Linked DNA regions of Sus scrofa: region 2 is linked to region 1. The links are chromatin contacts, called in public promoter capture Hi-C maps. All regions are on one chromosome and are shown on one strand. The core of a region is the stretch at or near the end of the contact, and the rest is flanking DNA. Distances in the headings are between cores, read along the strand shown. Region 1 holds the start of PDE3B (cGMP-inhibited 3',5'-cyclic phosphodiesterase B). Region 2 overlaps LOC106507279 (a long non-coding RNA gene).

Region 1 (2,993 bases), core at 189-2,688:
AAAAAAGCTTCTTGTATTTCAGGAACTTTTTCCAGAACAAAACTTTTCTTTTTTTCACCCTGGAAGTTAACATGCTTTCAAACACGCTAATTCAACTCGGGAACTGAAGCGATAAAACCGCCCTCCCTTCCTTACCAAACCTTGCTTTCTGGTAACATACCTGTTCTCTCGAAACGCAAGGCAACGAAGGTCTCCTAAACATTTTGCAACTTCCATAGTAACTGGCTGAAGTTTCTCCGAACGACACGCAGCTGGACCTCCTCCGGGGTCTGATCACAGGCACTTTTTCTTCGGCGGTACTGGACAACCGAGGATGATGGGGAGCTTCCCTGATTTGAAAGAAGTGATCCAGCCCCAGGGCCAGCAGGCAGCCGACGCTCCCCACCAGGCAGGACAGCAGCGGCCGGACGGCTGGGGTCAGCGCCCCGAGGCTGGTGAAGGACACCCACCAGACGAAGCTGGAGAGGAGCAGCACCAGGATGCTGTGCTGGAGCCTCGCCGGGTGCACGAGTGTCAGCAAGCCCACGCAGCTCAGCACCAAGAACCACCTGCCTGCCACCGCTGCGGGCGTGTGCGGGGCCGGGGTCCCAGCGTCTCCGTCCCCCCAAGGCCAAGACCCCCACTGCTCCACCAAGAAGTCCCCCAGGTAACAGCAGCCAGGCAGCGCCAGCAGCCACCAGGAGCCGCCGCCGCTCCGGCCCGGGCCGGGGCCCCGCTTGGTCCGCGTCAGGAAGCAGGTGAGGAAGAAGAAGGCACAGGCGATGCTGAAGAGGGGGCTGAGGCTGTGCGAACAAACGCTTAACAGGGTCCGCAGCCGGGCGGCCCCAGCAGCCCAGCTCTCGGGCCCCGAGCCGAACAGCAGGGCGAGGACAAAGGCGGCCAGGGCGCCCAGCGCGAGGCGCGCCGGGGAGAAGGGGGAGCCGCGCCGCGGCTGCTGGGGGGAGGCCCGCGGCGGCAGCAGCAGCTCCACGTTGCAGAAGCGGCAGAGGTGGAAGAAGAAGCCGCGCGGAGGGTCCTGCCGCAGGGGGCTCACGCAGCCCTTCACGTAGCCGTTCCTCAGGCTCTCAGGGGGAGAGCCGGCCCCGTCCGGCGGCTGTGGATACCGCATGGCTTTGGCGTCTCGCTCGTCCCTCCTCATGGCCCGGACCCGGAGTGGCAGCAGGGGCTCGGCACGCCCCGCTCAGACAGCAGCAGCGGCTCGCGCTCGGGGCGCCCCCCGGCTCGGCAGCGCGTCAGGGCTGCGCCCGCCGCCTCGGCCCAGGGTCCCCGCCGCGCGGCCGGGGAAGCGGCGGGGTCCGCGACATGCTGGCTGAGCAGAGGGGCGGAAGGGGCTTTGCTCCCGGACCGCTGCGGCAGGACCCTCTCCTTTTGCCTCGGACACTTCTCGACACTAGAGCCTCGGTGTCGCCTCCCAGCTCCCGCGGGCTGCAACAGTTACCTCACGGCCCCAGCCTGGTCCGTTGGGCGCGCGAGCGGCGGGCGGGCGCTCCTCCCCCGCCGCTGCCCCGGCCGGGCGCGCGCCCGGCCCGCCGCCCGCGCGCGCTCGCGCCCTGTCCAGTCCAGCAGCCACCGGCACCGCCTCTTGTTCTCGTAGCTGCTGGTCTCGACGTGAGCCGGGGACCCCTGCCCACTAATAGTGCGGGGACTGGAGAGAGCGCGGCTAGGGCTGTCGGAAGACTGGCCGGGGCTGGGAGAGACAGGCGGAGTCCTTTTCGGATAGAAGAGGGCGCGCCCGCCATCCTGGGACCCCAGGCGCGCAGGTTCCCTTTGGGGTAAGTCACAGACTTCAGCCAAGCTCCGACAGGTCACTACCGGGAGCTTGGGTTAAGAGGGCGTTTATGGCCCCCAAGGGGATTGCCTAGTAGAGAAACTGAGTTGAAGAGGCGGCGGGTCCTACCTCTACCCTCATTTCAGTTTAGGGTGGGTCATTGGACTGTCCAAGCGTGCTGTGACCCGGTAAGGGTCAGCCACCACCAAGGTCATGGCGAACAAGCTCATTGTGGCTAGATCTGTCCCTCAGCAGCAACGTGGACTCTTGGGCCACGCTGCAGACCCTTGCAACGGTTTTTAAGGAGAAGCATGCACCTGGAGCGCTCTCTGGAAGCATCCTAGTAGATATTATGGAGTTTGTCTTTCTCAAGAACCATCTTCATGGGAGAGGAACTACTGTTCCATCTTAGCACTCCCTGCCCAAACATACCCTCTGTTCACATCTGTATCCCTACCCCCAACATGCCTAGAAAATCTGTTGGAAAGTTCTTTCCACGTAGAAGGCTTTTTCACTGTAATTGCGTGTTGGGGTGGGGGGTTGCAGGGGCGATTGAAGGATTAGGAGTTCTCACCAAGACCATTGCCTAGTTTATATCAGTTGGCCATGAAAGGAGCTAAATAGGATGCTATCTGTGAATTACTAGTGAAACTAACTGCACGTAGGAAACACTGACTTGAAAGCGGGAAGAACTTTGCTGTACCAAAGGGACTGCTCTGGAATTTCACCAATCATAACTGCCTTAGAGAGTGAACTGTGTTTCCCTCCACCGAAAGTCTCCCTTCAACCTCATGACAGCCCTGCATTTCTCAGAGAGCTAATTCCACATTTTTCCAGGGAGATGTGAAACCTTACTGTGTGGTAAATCCCACAAACAGGCCCATTTTTCACCAATTAATCTCTGCCCACAGCCATGACCTAGAACAGACTATTTTCATATATGGTCATAGTTCACATACATAGCATAAATCACAGAGAAATTAGCACAAGTGTTTGACCAAAATGAGAAAAGACCAGAGTTCCTTTTCCTTGTTTGCCTCTCGGATAAGGGGAAAAAATATTTAATAAAGGCTTCAAATTGATTACTGAGATGCTTTGCCCTAAAAGATAAAAATTCATGGGTTTTTTTTTCCACCACAACAATTGAATTTTTTTTAAAAAAATCTCATTTCAACAGAACTCAGCAAATACATTTTTAAGTATATTGAAAATAAACAGAAGCATC
Region 2 (2,993 bases), core at 154-2,653, 110 kb after region 1:
TTGGCTGACTGAGCTACTGTGGGAGGGAGTCTATGGGAGGGGTGGAGGAAGGGGATGTGGATAAAAATTTTATAAACTAAACTTCAAGTTTAAAACTTGATTTACCCTTTCAGCCAAATTCACAGTGAAAGATCCATCTCCTCTTAAAAACCTTGGACACTGAAGAGTTAAAAGAGTATGGAAGCTGGTGTAGCCTGGGGCTGTCATCCAAGGCCAGCAGCAGGAAGGGTTTGGTTCTGGCTAAGCTACAGACAGGCCATCTGGATGTGCGGAAGGCCTAGAATGCCAGAAGCAGCTTTTCTTTTTGGTGTTAGGCTTCATTAAGTTCAGCCTGGGGAAGAGTCTTTTCAGTTTAAGACCCAAACTGAGAAGTCTTCTTTGAACAGGGATTTGATATTTTGAATTTTATATAAAACAAACACCCACTACATATACTCTTTTGGGAAAGAAGGTCATGAAAAGCAATGTCCACGATTAAACATATTTTTAAAAGGATGTAGATCAGATTCACTTGACTTGTAAATATATGTGTAGTCTTTAAATAATTTTGCTAGGAATAGATAAATCTGGGTAGGTTATTCAAAAAAATATACATATTTTTGTACAGCACCACTTTGTGACTCTTATGAAGAATTATTTCATTGTTTTTCCAATAGTCCACTTGGAAAGGCAAGTTTACCACATTGAATTTAAAATTATTTTCTTTCTCCATTTTTGTTTTATATTTAATTATATTACATTTGGCATAATGCTACGTGGGCCAGTTGTAATTCCTTTCACAGGAAATTTTTCTTTACTAAAATTGAGGAAAACAAAATGCTGGAGTTCCCGTCGTGGCTCAGTGGTTAACAAACCCGACTAGCATCCATGAGGACGCAGGTTCAATCCTTGACCTCTCTCAGGGGGTTAAGGATCTGGCATTGCCCTGAGCTGTGGTGTAGATCACAGATGCAGCTAGGATCCCCTGTGGCTGTGGCTGTGGCTGTGGTGTAGGCTGACAGCTACAGCTCCGATTGGACCCCTGTCCTGGGAACCTCCATATGCCTTGGGTGTGGCCCTAAAAAGACAAAAAAAAAAAAAAAAAAAAAAAAGAAAAGAAAAAGAAAAACAAAATGCTGCAGGGAAATTATAGCAACTTCCTACTCTATATCACTCATGAACATACACTCTGGAAACCACCCTCTTTAAGAGATATGATCTATTCTTCCCTAGCTATAGCAGCCTGTGTTGAACTTGTAGTGTGTTATCCTTAACAATTAAAGGAAAAAGTGAATGTAAATTCATTCAAACAAAACAAAGCAGGAAAGGGATAATTCCTTAAGAGAATGCTTACCTTAAGGAAGAGAAAATGCACGTTTCTTTCTGGTTGGGGACAGGGGTGGTGGTGAGGTGATTTTATTTCTCTCCAAGGTGTTAATTGCCACCTAGCAGCAGAAAAAGGAATTGCGCATGTAACTTTGGACTTCAATTCTAGAAAACACTGATTTCAAAGGGCACGTCACTTAGAACATCTAAGGAATTATTAACCTCCTGGTAGAATAATTTGAATTTTCCCATCTTGTTGTGAGGAAAGAAAAAGAAATGCAACAAATGAAAAATGTTGCCTAATTTATAAGAATATTCTTTCGATCCTAAAATGTCTCTGTTCTTTTATTTCTCAATGGTTACCCTTGCCACCTCAGCAACAGGCCAAAGGAAAAGAAACTCTGAAGCCATTTTGACACTTAAAAAAAATTGCTGGCTTTGACCCATTAAAGGAAGAAATGCCTGTTTTTAATATAGAAAGTGGTTTTCCAAACAATCTCAGGGTTATTTGTAAGAAAATGAGACCAGAATACATTTTATTTTGCTAGGGTACTAAGAGTTCATTTTACTTTTATTTTTTTCCTTTTGGCCTTGCCTGCGGCATGTGGAAGTTCCCAGGCCAGGGATTGAACCCTCACCATAGCAATAACCTGAGCTGCAGCAGTGACAATGCTGGATCGTCAACCCACTGAGCCACAGTGAACTCCTCAACAAGATTTTATTTATTTCTGAAAATTAAAAGGCTTTTTTTAAAATAAAGGATGAAATAATTTCCAGACCAAATGATTACTCAAATGTGCTAAACAGGAGTTCCCACCGTGGCTCAGCAGTAACAAACCCCACCAGTATCCATGAGGATCTGGGTTCGATCCTTGGCCCCACTCAGTGGGTTAAAGATCCAGCGTTGCCGTGAGATGCAGCTGGGATCTGGCATTGTTGTGGTGAAGGCCAGCAGCTGCAGCTCCAATTTAACCACTAACCCAGCTGGGGAACTTCTCTATGTTATGGGTGCAGCCCTAAAAAGAAAAATAGGAGTTCCCTTAGTGGCTCAGTGGTGAACGAATCTGACTTAAGGAACCATGAAGTTGTGAGTTTGATCCCTGGCCTTGCTCAGTGGGTTAAGGATCCGGCGTTGCCATGAGCTGTGGTGTAGGTCGTAGACGAGGCTCGGATCCTGCGTTGCTGTGGTTCTGGCGTAGGCCAGCAGCTACAGCTCCGATTAGACCCCTAGCCTGGGAACCTCCATATGCTGTGGGAGTGGCCCTAGAAAAGGCAAAAAGACAAAAAGAAAAAAGAAAAAAACAATCAATCAATCAAATATGCTAAAGAAGGATGTCCCTATTTCAAACTTCACCATCCATGTTTCTATTTTTGTAGCAGTCAGCCATATTGAATGCTAAAGCTTTAAAGGAGAGTATTACTATGTGTCATAGATCTTGGCAGCTAAATAAAAATACCTCAAACTGGAGTTCCCGTCGTGGCGCAGTGGTTAAAGAATCCGACTGGGAACCATGAGGTTGCGGGTTCGGTCCCTGCCCTTGCTCAGTGGGTTAACGATCCGGCGTTGCCGTGAGCTGTGGTGTAGGTCGCAGACGCGGCTCGGATCCCGCGTTGCTGTGGCTCTGGCGTAGGCCGGTGGCTACAGCTCCGATTCAACCCCTAGCCTGGGAACCTCCATATGCCGTGGG

Evidence for each region. Promoter capture Hi-C pulls out the DNA fragments that hold promoters and counts their contacts.
Region 2: a contact with region 1 is called in a promoter capture Hi-C map of liver, with 8 times the contacts expected there. The contact joins the enhancer-like site here to the promoter of PDE3B in region 1. A contact is called at or near these places in 2 of 5 promoter capture datasets (fetal liver and liver), 18 of 47 Hi-C or Micro-C datasets (alveolar macrophages, blood, embryonic fibroblasts and 9 more) and 2 of 2 datasets of contacts at active chromatin or transcription factors (alveolar macrophages and skeletal muscle).

Annotation. Positions count from the first base shown.
Region 1 is chr2:44,612,637-44,615,629 of Sscrofa11.1, forward strand. It overlaps PDE3B (cGMP-inhibited 3',5'-cyclic phosphodiesterase B), which reads right to left and starts at 1,439. Exons shown (of 17, transcript XM_021083299.1): 1 at 161-1,439. The coding sequence starts at 1,138.
Region 2 is chr2:44,724,793-44,727,785 of Sscrofa11.1, forward strand. It overlaps LOC106507279 (a long non-coding RNA gene), which reads right to left. Exons shown (of 7, transcript XR_001303160.2): 3 at 1,334-1,424. Among named protein-coding and RNA genes, the nearest start is that of PSMA1, 14 kb to the right of the region's middle. Within about 2 kb of position 1,404, at least 5 of the 83 cell types and tissues checked have an H3K27ac peak or open chromatin away from gene starts, as enhancers often do. A contact at or near this core is called in fetal liver and liver, where this site is marked.